2 separate regions of the Oryctolagus cuniculus genome follow, and region 1 is linked to region 2. A link is a contact called in public Micro-C data. All regions are on one chromosome and are shown on one strand. The core of a region is the stretch at or near the end of the contact, and the rest is flanking DNA. Distances in the headings are between cores, read along the strand shown. Region 1 has its middle 110 kb from the start of CHIC2. Region 2 holds the start of PDGFRA (platelet derived growth factor receptor alpha).

The links. A called contact is a pair of places that touch in the nucleus more often than the background predicts.
Region 1: a contact with region 2 is called in a Micro-C map of ear pinna, with 6 times the contacts expected there. The contact joins the enhancer-like site here to the promoter of PDGFRA in region 2. A contact is called at or near these places in 3 of 6 Hi-C or Micro-C datasets (ear pinna, psoas muscle and an unstated tissue).

The regions. Positions count from the first base shown.
Region 1 is chr8:110,141,719-110,148,049 of mOryCun1.1, forward strand. No RefSeq gene overlaps it. Among named protein-coding and RNA genes, the nearest start is that of CHIC2, 110 kb to the left of the region's middle. Within about 2 kb of position 4,888, at least 2 of the 8 cell types and tissues checked have an H3K27ac peak or open chromatin away from gene starts, as enhancers often do. A contact at or near this core is called in ear pinna, where this site is marked.
Region 2 is chr8:109,930,812-109,937,727 of mOryCun1.1, forward strand. It overlaps PDGFRA (platelet derived growth factor receptor alpha), which reads right to left and starts at 4,343. Exons shown (of 23, transcript XM_070048112.1): 1 at 4,228-4,343.

The DNA.
Region 1 (6,331 bases), core at 3,638-6,137, 210 kb after region 2:
GGCGGCGGAGGCGTGGGGGGGGGGGCAGGGCGACCGCGATCCCACTATCTAATCTGCTCCCCACTTCCTGTGTTGTGGAACGCTGGCCCCAGAGCGCTGGAAGACGCGGCGAGCACTGCCCTCTGTCGTCCGCCCGGGCTCCCTGCCGCCCCTCCCGGGAGCCCGCGGGCCCTGCAGCTCGGCTCTCCGCGGCCTGGGACCGCTTGGTCTCCGCCTCCAGTGACAGCTGCTGGGTGGGCGTCAGGCTCTCGGCCCTAGGGGCCCCTGATCCCTGTGGGGTCCAGGGCCGAGCCCGGGCGGGGAGCGGGAGCCGGGTCACCGCCGGCGTGGGAGACAGGGTTCCGGTGGCAGTGGCTTGAGGACCTGTCCCTTCCCTCTTAAACTGCCCCTGCCACCCCCATGGGAGACCCGGATGGAGTGCCTGTCTCCATCTCTCTGTAACACTGCCTTTCATATAAATTTAAAAAAATCTTTAAATAAGGAATATTTTGAACATAGTGACAGCAAAAGGTTTTCTTCTGGCAGGTGATTGTGCAGTAGAGAAAATGGGAGAGTGAAGAGGCGTGGCAGTCCCCAGGCGCCGAGGACAACCGCAGCCCTGGGTGACCGGTACTTAAGAGCCAGCAGAGCTGGCCGAGCCGTCTCCAGACACAGGCCCTGCGAAGTAGGACGCCGGGCTTCCCCACTCCCGGGCGCCCCTCCTAACGATCGCCTTGCAAGCTCGCTTGAGCCGTGCGTGCGTGAGAAATCTTCACGGGCGGGATTGCGGGCAGCCCCAGGGGAACAGCCGGCTTGCACGCTCCCGGACGAAGGGGAGGTGTGTTTCCCTCGGTTGAGTAACGCCGGCTCCGAGCCGACTCAGGTGACGGTCCCCAAGGGATGCCTAGGTGTGGGCAGGTGTGGTGACGGGCGACTCCTCCCTCTCCCCGTCAGGGCTGCTTCTCCGACCACACTTTGCTCTGGCCACAGCTTGAACACCTGTCAATCACCAGCGCGCCAGGCTGCCCAGGCCTGCGCACTGCACTCCCTCCCGGTCCTCGGTCTCCCAGGGCCGCTCCAGTTACCGTATTTCCTCGGCAACTGCCTCCCCGCGCTCTCCGCGGGCGGGGCTGGCACCAGCTGCGCCCTACTTGCAGGCCCTGCCGGATCTGGGCAAACCAGCGAGGGCGGGCAGGCGCCTCGTGAGCGCACCAACTGTCCGGACGGCCTGGCCCTGGAAATGCACGCGGGATCTGCAGCCAGGACTGCCGATCCAGAGCCGGCCCAGGGGATCCCCGCCCCACCCCTAGTCCTGAGCTCCTGGAGCTGGGAGATGTTTCCTGCAGGCGGGCCTGGGCCGGGGAGCACAGAGCCACCAGTGTGTCTGGACGTGAGTGAGCAACCCCCACGCCCCAAGGCTTATGTCCGCCGAGAGAGGAAGAGGCTGGGGGAGCAGGGGTTGGAGAGGCAGAGGAGGGAGGGTTTGGCGCGCTCAGGATGGCTCCTGTGGTTCCTCTCTCAGAGCCCCTCTGCAGGACAAGGCGTGTGACAGCGCTGTGCAGAGGGGGCAACTCTTCCCTGGTGGCAGCGACTGTGCAAGTGCGGGGGTGCCGTGGAAGGGAAGCCCTGTGAGCGTCAGGGAGACTCTCTCACAGGTGCGTGGGACGCTGCGCTGGCTCGCAGGGACTTTTTTTTTTAAAAAGATTCATTTACCTCTTTAAAGTCAGAATTACAGGGAAAGAGGGAGAGACCGAGTTAGATCTCCTCTCTGCTGGGTCACTCCCCAGATGGCTGCAATGGCCAGGGCTGGGCCAGGCTGAGGCCAGAAGCCAGGAGCTTCATCCGGGTCTCCGACGTGGGTGCAGGGGCCCAGGCACTTGGGCTATTTCCCCTGCTTTTCCAAATGCGTTAGCAGGGAGCTGGATCGGAAGTGGAGCAGCCGGGACTTGAACCGGCGCCCATGTGAGATGCTAGCGTTGCGGATGGTGGCTTTACCGGGCTCCTAGACATTCTCCCATGCAGGTCCCACCACCTGGCAAAGCTCTTTTCCCAACAGCTCTTTGAGATGGGAAAGACTCTAACCCAGCCCAGAGGAACCCAGCGGCCATTACTGTCCAAGGAAGCCCCATGTTCTAAAACACTAGCCGGCTAGGGTTCAAGGAAGGGCGACTCACCCCGATTCGGGGAGCGCTAAGCTGTGGTGTCATGGTTGCCTCCCCACCCACCTGTCATTAAGGCCATCACCAGCTGTGGACACTTAGAGCTAAAAAGTGGGGTGCACGGCGCAATGACCCGTGCCAGCCTGTCACCCCCGCGTGGCCATGGGTCGTGCTGTTCGCCCGTTCTCCTCCTCGGGCCCCGGGGGGCTCCTTGCACACAGTGTGGCCACAGTAAACGTGCACCTGCCCAGACAGCAGCGTGGACCCCGGGGCCTCCTCTCCCTTCTCTTAGACAACCAAAGGAAGCCACCCGCAGTAGCTACAGGACAACGTGGGACCGACGGTCGTGGGCTGCACCGTGGGCGGGGAGGGCTGGCTGGGCGTGGGCTCCCAGGAGGGGACACTACATGGTTGTCATGGTAACCGGAGCACCAGTGCTAAGGACCCTCTGGGTCACCAGCGGAAGCCCATGTGGAGGTGTGCACGGAGTAGGTGGTGCCCTGCCCTGCCCTGGCCTGGCTGCTGCTGTGTGGTCCATCGCCCTTCCCAGAACACCCCCTCATTCTCAAAATCTCCACCTCGGACGGGCGTGTGTTTCCCTTTCATGCCGCAGACGTGACTGTCACCACGTCCCGGGTTTTTATGCCAGTTCTGACACTTTGCAGACGTGTGCCGTCCCGAGCAAGGCTGAGGTTAAGGATCTGATTCTTCCCGGTGGAAGAGGCATCCTGTGCAAAGGTCCTGGGGCAGGAGTGCCCCTTGGTTTAGCAGCAAACAAATCAGTGAAGTGCTGGGAGCTGCTTCTTCACGTGGCTGCTTCCTTATCCTTGAGGACTTGCTAGCAGGGGTCTCTCTGGTGCCCCTCAGTGTTTCCATCCCCGCTGACCAGTCCCAGAAATCATGATTTGTTTGCCTCCTTGTTAGTTCCCTATCAGCTGAAAAGTCAATTCTCTAAGTGCAGACACTGTGGGGATTTTATTCAGCCGTGGTGCTCCTGGCGCCTAAGATGATTCCAGACCCCTCGTTCCCAAGTGCTCGGGGGTCCAGAGGATTGCAGAATCCGGTGTGTGCAGGGAGCATGAGCCCTGCGTGGAGCACACGCCTCCCCGGGGCCCCGTGCTGTGGCAGGGCTGCCTTGCAGGGGGACACAGGGCAGACGCCAGCTCACACCTGGGCAGTGACCACACCGCCCCAGACACCGGCCCCCCAGGCTCCCTCTTCTCTCGCTCCCTCCCTCCCCAGCAGGTCACAGCAAAAACTCTCCCCACGACAGAAGGCACTCGGGGGCTCCCTGGGAGGTTAGCAGGCTCTGTCCATCATGGCAGCTTGGCGCTAAGTCTGACTCCATGGTGCCAAGGTCACCCGCCTGTCCCTGACGGTCTTCAGAGAAGCCTGGCTCCCCAGCGTCCCCCCCCTCTGTCCCCTTCTCTCTCTCACTTCTTCCCTCCCCCCAGCCAACAGCCGTTCAGGGACCCCTGCTCTGTGCCGGGCCGTCCTGTCTACAGCGGCAATGTGGTTAAAGAGCTGGAAGTCAGGGCACCTGAGTATCACCAACCCTGCCGCCCCCTCTAAGAAAAAAACTTGTGCGGGTGACTTTGCCCCCCGGGTCTTTGCGACCCTGCAGGTGCAACCCACTGGACTTGGTGTTCGCAGACCCAGATTCAAACATGACCTTGGTTCCCCCTTTCTGATGTGAGGAAGCCGCGAGGCCTCCGTGCCTCCCAGGGTCGTCGTGGCGATGCACCGAGCTGTGCCATGACCAGCATCGCACAGGCACCACGTGACCTGTCCGGAGCCATCCGCGTGCTGAGTGTCTGCTGTGAGCCGAGCTCCATGTTGGACGCCGGGGACATGGAACAGAGGAAGACAAAAGCCCCATTTTCCGGAAACCATGGAAACCCACACTAATCACATTTTCTGCGTCTTTCAAAAGGAACTGGAAATCACATTGGCCAATAGATTTTGTTCGGGTGAATATTGTGGTTATCACAAAATAAATTAAGCCCATGCTCACTCAAGAGACACAGAGTTGCAAAGCACAGTGGTCCTTCACACACATCCAATCCACTCAACACGGATTGCCAAGCCCCTACTGTGTGCCAGCACTGGTCTGGGTCGAGGACCTACTGTGTGCCAGCATTGTTGCAGACGCCAGGACATGGCAGTGTAGCCGCAATGCTGGGAATGAGACCACAGAGAGCAAATAAGAGAACTCCAACTGTGGTGAGTGCCACAAAGAACCAGGCGCACGGGGAAGGAGGACGGCTGAGCCGAGACTGAGGCGAGGAACAGTCTAGAACGGTTTGGGAGGAGCTGTTCACCAGTGTGATTTTTCCAGCCATTTCTCTGTCCAAACGCCCAGCTGCTTCTCAGCCAGTCCCAGAGGAAAATGACGTAGCGAACACCGTGGTTTGCCAAAGATTTATAATTTAACCTTTCTGTTTCTGGAGCCAGTCCTACCGCCGGCAAGCACGCGCTGTTAACTCTTTGGTTCCTCCTGCCCCTCTCCGAGAGGGGCCGGTGCGCAGGGCTCTGACACTGAGTTGGAGATGGCTTCTAGTCACAGGCACGCTGCAGCATGACGACCTCGGGAATGGCCCTGCGCCAGAGCCGGCACCCGCCAGGCCCCTTGCCAAGTGTTGTAATGGTCGCCTGGTCTCTGGAGAGCCAGGGTCCCGTCCAGCAGAATGTGGCCGCTTGAGAGACAGCGTGGAAGGGTGTCCTCCACTCCTCCGAGATTTATGGCCAGGACCGAGCTGAGGTCCTCCCTGGAGACCAGAGCCAGAGCGCGTGTGCGCCCAGCCAAATGGCCGCTCTGGGCACGTTTGTGATTTCACGCAAGTTCATTCTTTTTGGTACGAGTCATTTGTTTATTCAATGCACAAGGAAGTGTTATTTGGCTTTTGTGCCTTTTTGCAGGAGTTCTCAAAACTTCCTCGGTCATATAAAGTTTCTTCAGGTTATGTCCTAGATACGTGGTCCCTCCTTGCAAAGGAAGCGTTCGAAGGCGCCTGCGCAGTGCAGCACTAAAGGCAGTTCCTGGGTGTGGATGCGCGGACATGGCTTTTCAAGCAAGGGAGGAAACACCCCCCAGTAACTGGGGGAGACACGGTCCTGCCTTCAAGAGAGGAGGCTTGCTGGAGACGAAGCGGCTGCCCCTGCCCCAGCACCAGCTTGCGGCCAAGCACTATGGAAGCAATCTCCAGGCGAGCATGGCTGACAGCCCCGGCAGGGTCAGAGCCGCGTTCACACGCCCGCTTTGCCTCGATCACTGTATCTCTGTGCACATTCAGCGCGTTTATCCTTGCAGCAACAGTGAAAAATATCAGAACATGAGCTTAGAACGCCCGTGTGCCGGGCTCGGCCCCAAGCCCTTTCAAACCTTGAATTAATTTAACTCTTTAATTTATTTATTATAAAGGGAACAGATTTCATGTATTTCATATATACAGTTTTTTTTTTTAAGATTTATTTATTTATTTGAAAGTCAGAATTACATGAGAGAGGAGAGGCAGAAAGAGAGAGAGAGAGAGGTCTTCCATCCACTGGTTCACTCCCCAAATGGCCGCAACGGCCAGAGCTGCACCAATCCGAAGCCAGGAGCCAGGAGCCAGGAGCCAGGAGCTTCTTCCTGGTCTTCCACTTGGGTGCAGGGGCCCAAGGATTTGGGCCATGCTCCACTGCCTTCTCAGGCCATAGCAGAGAGCTGGATTGGAAGTGGAGCAGCCAGGACTCGAACCAGCGTCCATATGGGATGCTGGCACTGCAGGCATCGACTTTACTCACTACACTACAGTGCCAGCCCCACATATACACAGTTTTAAGAGCATAATGATACTCTCCACCCTACTCTCCCTCCTCCTTCGTCCTTATTGTTCTTTTAATTTTTACAATGACATACTTTCACTTTATAATCACAGGCTCAGCCACCCACTAAATAAAGAAGTCAACAAGTAGTGAGCAGAAAACCCACCGATCCTCAGGAGTCCAGACAAAAGCTATAATCCGTAACCAAATCTCAAAACGTCCCTTTTGAGTTCACCTCGTTCTCGCAATAAGCCTCCAGGTGTTAGGACCACAGCCGCTACGCACACAACGGGAACCTGAAAGGGTGGGCTACTAGCTACTTTGTATCCAGGCCTGGCTTGTGTTCATTTTCTCGGTCCTTCTCCTCTCTCACCTCCTTGTCCCTC
Region 2 (6,916 bases), core at 3,093-5,592:
GCGCAGCGGCCCAGCCCCAGGCTTTTGCAGGAGCCACCCCGCCAAGGCGGCAGACGAGCCCAGACCGGTGGGGGTGGGGAGGGACCACCGCGCACGGCGAAGGCCCCTCGGAGCGTCGTTCCAAAGTCCTTAAGTCCCAGCTGCTGGAACGCGAGGTGATGACGACTTCTTCACTCCAGGCCAAATGTGTTTGTCATTACGCCAGACTGCTCGCCTGCGGCGCCCCCGCACCAGGGCGCACAGCCCGAGCGCTCCGCGGGGCCGGCGCCCGCTCTCCGTCGCCGCTCACGGGCCGCACAAACCGTTCGGGAGCTCCGCGCACCCTCGCCCCAGCCTGGGCGCTTCTGCTTGCCCCGCAGCCGCCGCCACCTGGCTGGGTCTGGCCCCGGCCCGCAGCGGGCGCAGCGCCGTCCAGCAATCACTTGCGCTCGGCTGGCGCCATGTGCACCGGGGGTCTGCTCCCGAGGTGCGGCCGCCTCCCGCCGAGCCCCGCGCGCCTCCCGCGCCCGGCTGCCCCGCGGCGCTCCACACCGCCGGCCGCTGCGCCGTCCCGCCAAACCGCGGGCCAGGAATGAAAACACTCATTAAAAACCTGTCGCCTTCCAAGACCCACTGCCAAGAGGAGCGCTCACACCCCTGCGTCCACCCCCAGCGCGGTATCCACGAACACCGCCCCCGCCCCGAAAAGAAACCTCAAAAATGTAAGCCTAAACAATTTGACTGGGAGGCCATAGGGTTGCCAGAAAAACACCGCTTTCAAAAATAAGTCTGGAAAAATGTGTGCGCTTTCTTTTTTTTTTTTTTTTAAATCAGCAGACTCAGTAACTCGGGTTCTCCCTCCCCTCCCCCTCCGCCGCTCTCCCCCCCCCCTCCCCGGGAGGTTTATTCGGAATTCACCCCCCTCGGGACGCACCGACTGCGACCCAGCGCTCCGACGCTGGAAGCTACTTCGCGTCCTCCACCCCAGCGTGCGATCAGGGACTTCCCTGTGGAACAAAAATCCCTTTTCTCTCCCTTACCTTCTCCTCCGATGTCACTCCACAATGAAAATCCTACACATGGGGTAAAAAGTGAGTCCACGGCCTGCGCTCTGCGCCCGCTGTCGCCGCCTCTGTTTCTGCGCCGCTCGCTCCCAGCGTAATGAGCTCAGAAACCGCGTTTTGTAATTGATTCAATGTTATAGTCCATCCTTCTAAAACTAATCATTTGCTCTAAGTAAATAGCTGTCAGGAAATGAAGCCCCCCCCCTTGGCCTCTTCAAAATAAAAGTTTCCCCGGAGCTCCCTGCGCTCTGAGTCTCTGCATCTCCGCGCGGCGCCCTCGCCTTTTGCTCTTACGCAATCAGGGGGTCCAGTCCCAACCCCCGATTTCGACAACAACTGGGGAGGGGAGGGGGCGGGGAAGCGGGCCAGATGGGGTGGGGGTGGCGTCAGGGGGGAGGTGTCGCCGTTCTGCCGGGAAAGAGGGTTCGTGAGCCTGCAGAGAGCCCCAGCATCACCAGAGCCACTTTGCCTCGCAACCCGGGGTCTGTTTTCTGGCGCTGCAAATAGTTTTGTATTCTCTTTGAAAAGAACAACAGGAACACATAAAACTCCGAGTCCGCGCCCAGAGAGAATATAAATCTGGAGTGAGAGATGTCCCTTTCGTACTAGGCTCCTGGCCCAGCTCGAAACGGGACCCTCGGGAGCGGTCTCCGAGTGGCCGTGCCGTTTTGGGCTGGAGGTCTTTGACGGAAAGTGCGGAGGAGCTGCTAATCCCTTAATGGGATTAGGCAAACTGCCGAGTCGGATGGGAGGATGATGGGTTTTTCAAAGGCTGGGTGGAGTCTGAAGTGGGGTCCAGAGAATGGAGGGTCTGTGTCGTCCGCCGGGGACGGTCTTCCGCAGGGCGACCTTTGCGCCCTCGCAGCCACGTATCTCGTTGCGCCTTTGTTTTGGGGTTATCTGGGCGAGGCCAGGGGCCCGGGGGCTTCGGCCCGGACGTCGGGGCGGTGGTCTAGGCAAGCCCGCGCGCCGCGTGCGTCCGACTCTGCCCGTGCCCCCGGAGTGGCCAGCGGGGCTCCTAAGCCAGCGCCGCCCGACGCGAGGCCCGGGACGGCGCCGGGAAGGGACGATCCTGCGCGCGAGGGAAAGGGGGCGCTGGCGCTCCAGCAACCGGAGCCGGGCGGAGCGGGGCTGCGGAGCCGCGGTGGGGGAGGGGAGCGCGTTCCCTCCCCGGCTCGCCCTCCTCCCCAGCTCTCTCGCCGCGGGCGGGCGGGGGGCGCCAGCCTTTATCCTCCCTGGCGCGCGCGCGCGCGCGCGCGCACTCAAAACGGCTCGGGCGGGCGAGCAGCTCCCCGCACGTCGAGCAGCCCACACCTCAGTGCCCGGGAGGGGCTCGTCGGCAGCGGACAGGCGGGGTTCGCCGAGCGGGGCTTCCAGGGGCGCAGGGTGGCAGGCCGGGGCCTCCGCGCGCCCGCCTCTCGCGCGTCCTCAGCCCGGGTGACTGCACGGCTCGCTCGCTATTACTTCCACATGTTCCTTCAGGAAGCCGTGGCAGGCAGATATATGAACAGCCCGTTGTTCGGAATGCGCACAGGATACCGTAATGCTTGTAGAAAACGAACGGCCGCTAGCTACCCGCCCACCCCCCAGAAAAAGCAACCGGGGGCCTCAGACCCCGGCCTCGCTGGGACGCCCCTCAGGGGCTCGGCGGCAGACGGCGACCTCGCGGGTCGCTCCGGAGCCGCTCGCGGGGACCCCCGAGGGGCGTCCCGGGGCCGCAGCTCCTCGGGAGCCGACAGCGGCGAGAGGGATGCGCCGACGAGCCTTGGCTACCCTCTGGTAGCGATTACCTGCCTAATTTGAACGCTGCCTTTGTTGCGATCATTAACAAACGGCTGCTAAAGGTTTCCATGTGTGACATTCTCCCAGGTTGAAAGGCCCGGGGCGCTGACGGCGCGGCTAGCACCCCGGTGGGGGGCGGCGCAGGGTGGCAAATGGTCGGGGGGCGGCGGAGCCAGATTTCGCCCGCTGCGGACGGACGGAGCAGAGGCCGAAGGGGCTGGCCATCTGCCGCCCCCTGGAAAGCAAAATAAACCCGGTGGCCGGGCGCCGCGGCGGGCGGGAGGTCCCCGCAGCCAGGCGGCGGGGGTGGGGGGTGGAGGGGCGAGGCCAGCGCGCCCCGCCCACGCTCGCAGCCCGGTCCGCACCGCGCCATCCGCCCTGCCCCGGCTCCGGCGCGGCCGGGGTCGCCCTACGCTCCTTCCACGTGGCTCCCTCGACGCCCAGGGCCCTGGGTGGTCTCCGGGCTGCAGCCGGCGGGAAGTGTGGCCTGGCCGGGGCGGGCTGCGGGGTCTTGTCTCCCTGACCAGGGCTGTGGCCGAGGCGAGCCACGGGGGACAGGGCGGGGGTTCACGCCTGCGCCCACCCGTGCGGGGATCGCGACTTTCGACCTCCTGGGCGCTTTTCTGGAGCGTCCATGGAAGAGTTAAGAATGAGGCTGCCCGCGCCAAAGCAGAGCAGGGGCCTGCGTGGGGCCGCGGGCGTTGGCCTTGGCCTGGCGTGTCCGGGCGGGCTGGACGCAAGGTTAACGCGAGGCCCCGTGGAGGAGCCCGGCCTGCAGTGCGGGCCCCGCCAACCTCTTGCAGCGGACCGCCTTGGGCCTTGTAAACAAAAAAACAACTCCGGCCCGGCCCGGCCCCGCCCTGCGCTGCCCGCGGGTCTCTAGCCCTCGGCGCCCAGGACCGCGGGGAGCGCCCGCGGGCCGGGCCTGGGCCTCGGGGGCGTGGCCCGCGGAGGGGGCCTGGGCATCTGCTCCCCACCCCCACCCCGATCCCGTCTTTTCTCCTGGAATTCGCGATGTCCCGTTGCTCTCTGAGACTTCTGAAGCCAGGCCGTTAGTGGGGAAAACCGCATTGAAGCAAACCTGTGAAGTTGTCTTTCCCCACCCCCAGGGACGCCGGCGCGGGGGGATGGGGGGCGGGGCGGGATGGGGGAGGTCTCGGCTCCGGATTTGAAAAGCAAGGGCCGTTTGGTGGTTCGCGGGAGAGCGCGGCGCTGACCGCCCCACTCCCACCCCTGGCCCTCCCGGCTGCAGCTTCCGGAGCCCCCAGCCCCTATGCTCGGGCCCGCCCCCGCAGAGGGGTCCATGGGTTCGGGGTTCACAGGGCCCCGAGGCTTGGCCCGCAAGTGGGGCGTGGGCGACCTGGAGGGCGTTCACCCCGTCTCGGGCGCGCGCGTCGCTCACCTCCAGTTGCCGCGGTAGCCAGGCCCGAGGGTGCAGCGTCTGCCTTGGGCTCCTTGGGGGCCCTCCTTCCAGGGGCGGCTGTGTCAGGGGTCCTCACGCCGCCGCAGGCTGCCCTGGGTGCAAGGCCCCGAGCTTGCGCGGTGGTCCAGCGCGGCTGGGGCGGGCTGCGAGCCCCTCGGAGCGGGCTCTTGGGGACCCCAGCTTCCTGGATTTAGAGATGCGATGGTCCCCCTTCCTCCCAGCGCCTTCTTAGGCCTGGGGTTTGTGTTGCTTTTAATTTGAAAGCCGGCGTGCGGGAGGCGGGGGCAGGGCGATGGGGAGGTCTGCAGTTTATTAGGGGCCTCAGCCGTCCCGTTCTGCAGCACGCAGCTGTGGCTGGGGAGGGAGGAGGGCTGGCTCCGGTGAGGTCAGCCTGCCTCTGGAGAGGGGGCCTTGTGCTCTCGGAGCCCCGCGGTGGAGGGAAAGGAAGAACTGGGCGGAGGGGCGCTGCCGCGCGCAGTCAGGTGGGCCCGGGCCCACTCCACGGAGGTCCTCAGAGAACATCGCAAGCCAGCGAGGCAGGCTCCCGATCACCATCCCAGAGCACTGGGATTTCACGCCGGAAGGACTCACTGAGCGCCGGCTGCCCAGGGCTCTGCAGCGGCGAAGCCTGGGTGAGCGGTCAGTGAACGCCAAGTGGCAGTGCTGGGCTCCAGCGAGGCTGGAGGTGCGCGGTGATGTCACAGCGCACAGGAGAGCGGGCACCAATCGGAGGCCCCTGGAGGCTTCCTGCAGGGGAGGCCGCATCCTGGGGAGCCTAGGAGGGTGACGCTGGGGAGCAGCCTGTGGAGGTGAGCAAGCCCCTGAGGTCAGCGGGAGGCGAGCGAGCGAGCGGCTGGGCAGAGGGGACTTCTGGGAGGCAGGGGGCCTTGTGCTGTGATCAGAGAGAGGAGGGAGTGGGCTGGAGTGAGGGAAGCAGCAGGCACTGCGCTGGCAGGAGATGGGGTCCCTGGTGTGGACAGGGGCTGGTGCTATGTTGAGGAACAACCAAGAACAACACAATCAGGAAACAAAATACTTCTAGCTTGAAGCATTTGAAAAAGCCACTAGGGCAGGTGTTGGGGCACACTGGGTTAAGCCACCACCTACAATGCTGGCACCCATATGGGTGCTGGTTCTAGTCCCAGCTGCTCCACTTCCCATCCAGCGCCCTGCTAACGCGCCTGGGAAGGCAGCAGAAGATGGCCCAAGTATTTGGGCCCCTGCCACCTACATAGGAGACCTGGATGGAGTTCCGGGATCCTGGCTTTGGTCTGATCCAGCCCCAGCTGTTGCAACCATTTGGGGAGTGAACCAGCAGCTGTAAGATCTCTATTTCTCTCTCTCTCTCTCTCTCTCTCTCTCTCTCTCTGCCTCTTTGTAACTACCTTTCAAGTAAATAAATACAAAACAAAGAAGAAAATCCTGGAGAGAATCCGTCGGCAGAGAAGACCCTGAGAATCCGTCTCCAAATAGTCAGCTGCTGTCTGAACCCACACAATGAGAGGTGGTTGAGGTTAGAGAGCTACCTACACTGTGCACTGGAGCCAGGCACACCTGATGGACTTGTGTTTTAGGAGTCATGGTGCAAGCACAGTATTTCGGCAATAAGGTTGTCCAAGCTATGGTCATAGCCACACCTGTACTCCGTGATCGCCCGTGATACCCCCAGGATGCAGGCTCTGGGGGCCCAGCTTTCCACCCACCAGCAGGAGACCCCAGGGTACTCACTCTCAGGGACAGACAAGCAAGGCAGACCCAATGCCGATGACTGCGTGCTGTCCTATTGCCGTGGTTCTGTCTTTCCTTCTCCGTCATAGGGTCTCTCTTTTTCTTTCCCGAGATGGAAGTCTCCCCCTCACTGTCTCTCTTGCAGCGAGGTACAATTCAGGACAACTGGATGAAAGCCGAAGTTGTGACTGCCACTGCTGGGAAGGGTCCCTAAAAACTCAAGGACACAGGCTTCTCAGTTGGGTCTTTCTGCTGGGTGAAAAGCGGATGTGTGGCTGGAGCTTCAGCAGCTAGGATGGACCATGAGGCTCCCCCAAACAGGGAAATTAGGCAATGGAGCTCGCTTCATGAACCTGGTAAACCACCCCCTGTCTTCTTGAAAACATAGTAGAAATAAAATTCTGTCTTCAGTTGCTTATGTTGGAAGTCAAAAGAGATGGTGGCTAATTTCTTTATTTGAAAAAGAGAGAGTTTCCTTCTGCTGGTTCACTCCCTAGATGGCTGCAATGGCCGGGGCTGGGCCAGGCTGAAGCCAGGAGCCAGGGGCTCTATCCTGATCTTGCATGTGGGTGGCGGGGCCCAAGGACTTGGCCCCTCATCGGCTGCCTTCTCATTTGCAGGAGCAGAGAGCTGGGTGAGCAGCCATGCATTCGGGAGCTTCCTGCATTGCAAGCAGAGACTTAGCCCACTGCGCCCCAGTGCTGGCCCCGGCCCCTCTCCAGTGCCTCTCCCCCCTGGCTCCCCCTAGTCTCACAGTTCCCCTCTCCAGTGCCTCTCCCCCCTGGCTCCCCCTAGTCTCACAGTTCCGCCCCCAGAGCCTCAAGGTTCGCACTTACACCATGGCTTGATCTTCAGTGCAGACCCTTCTGTGTTTGGAGGTAATAAAACAATCTCTCCTGGAGTCAACCCACAGAGCCTAGACTGGCTTCCCCCAGGCTCC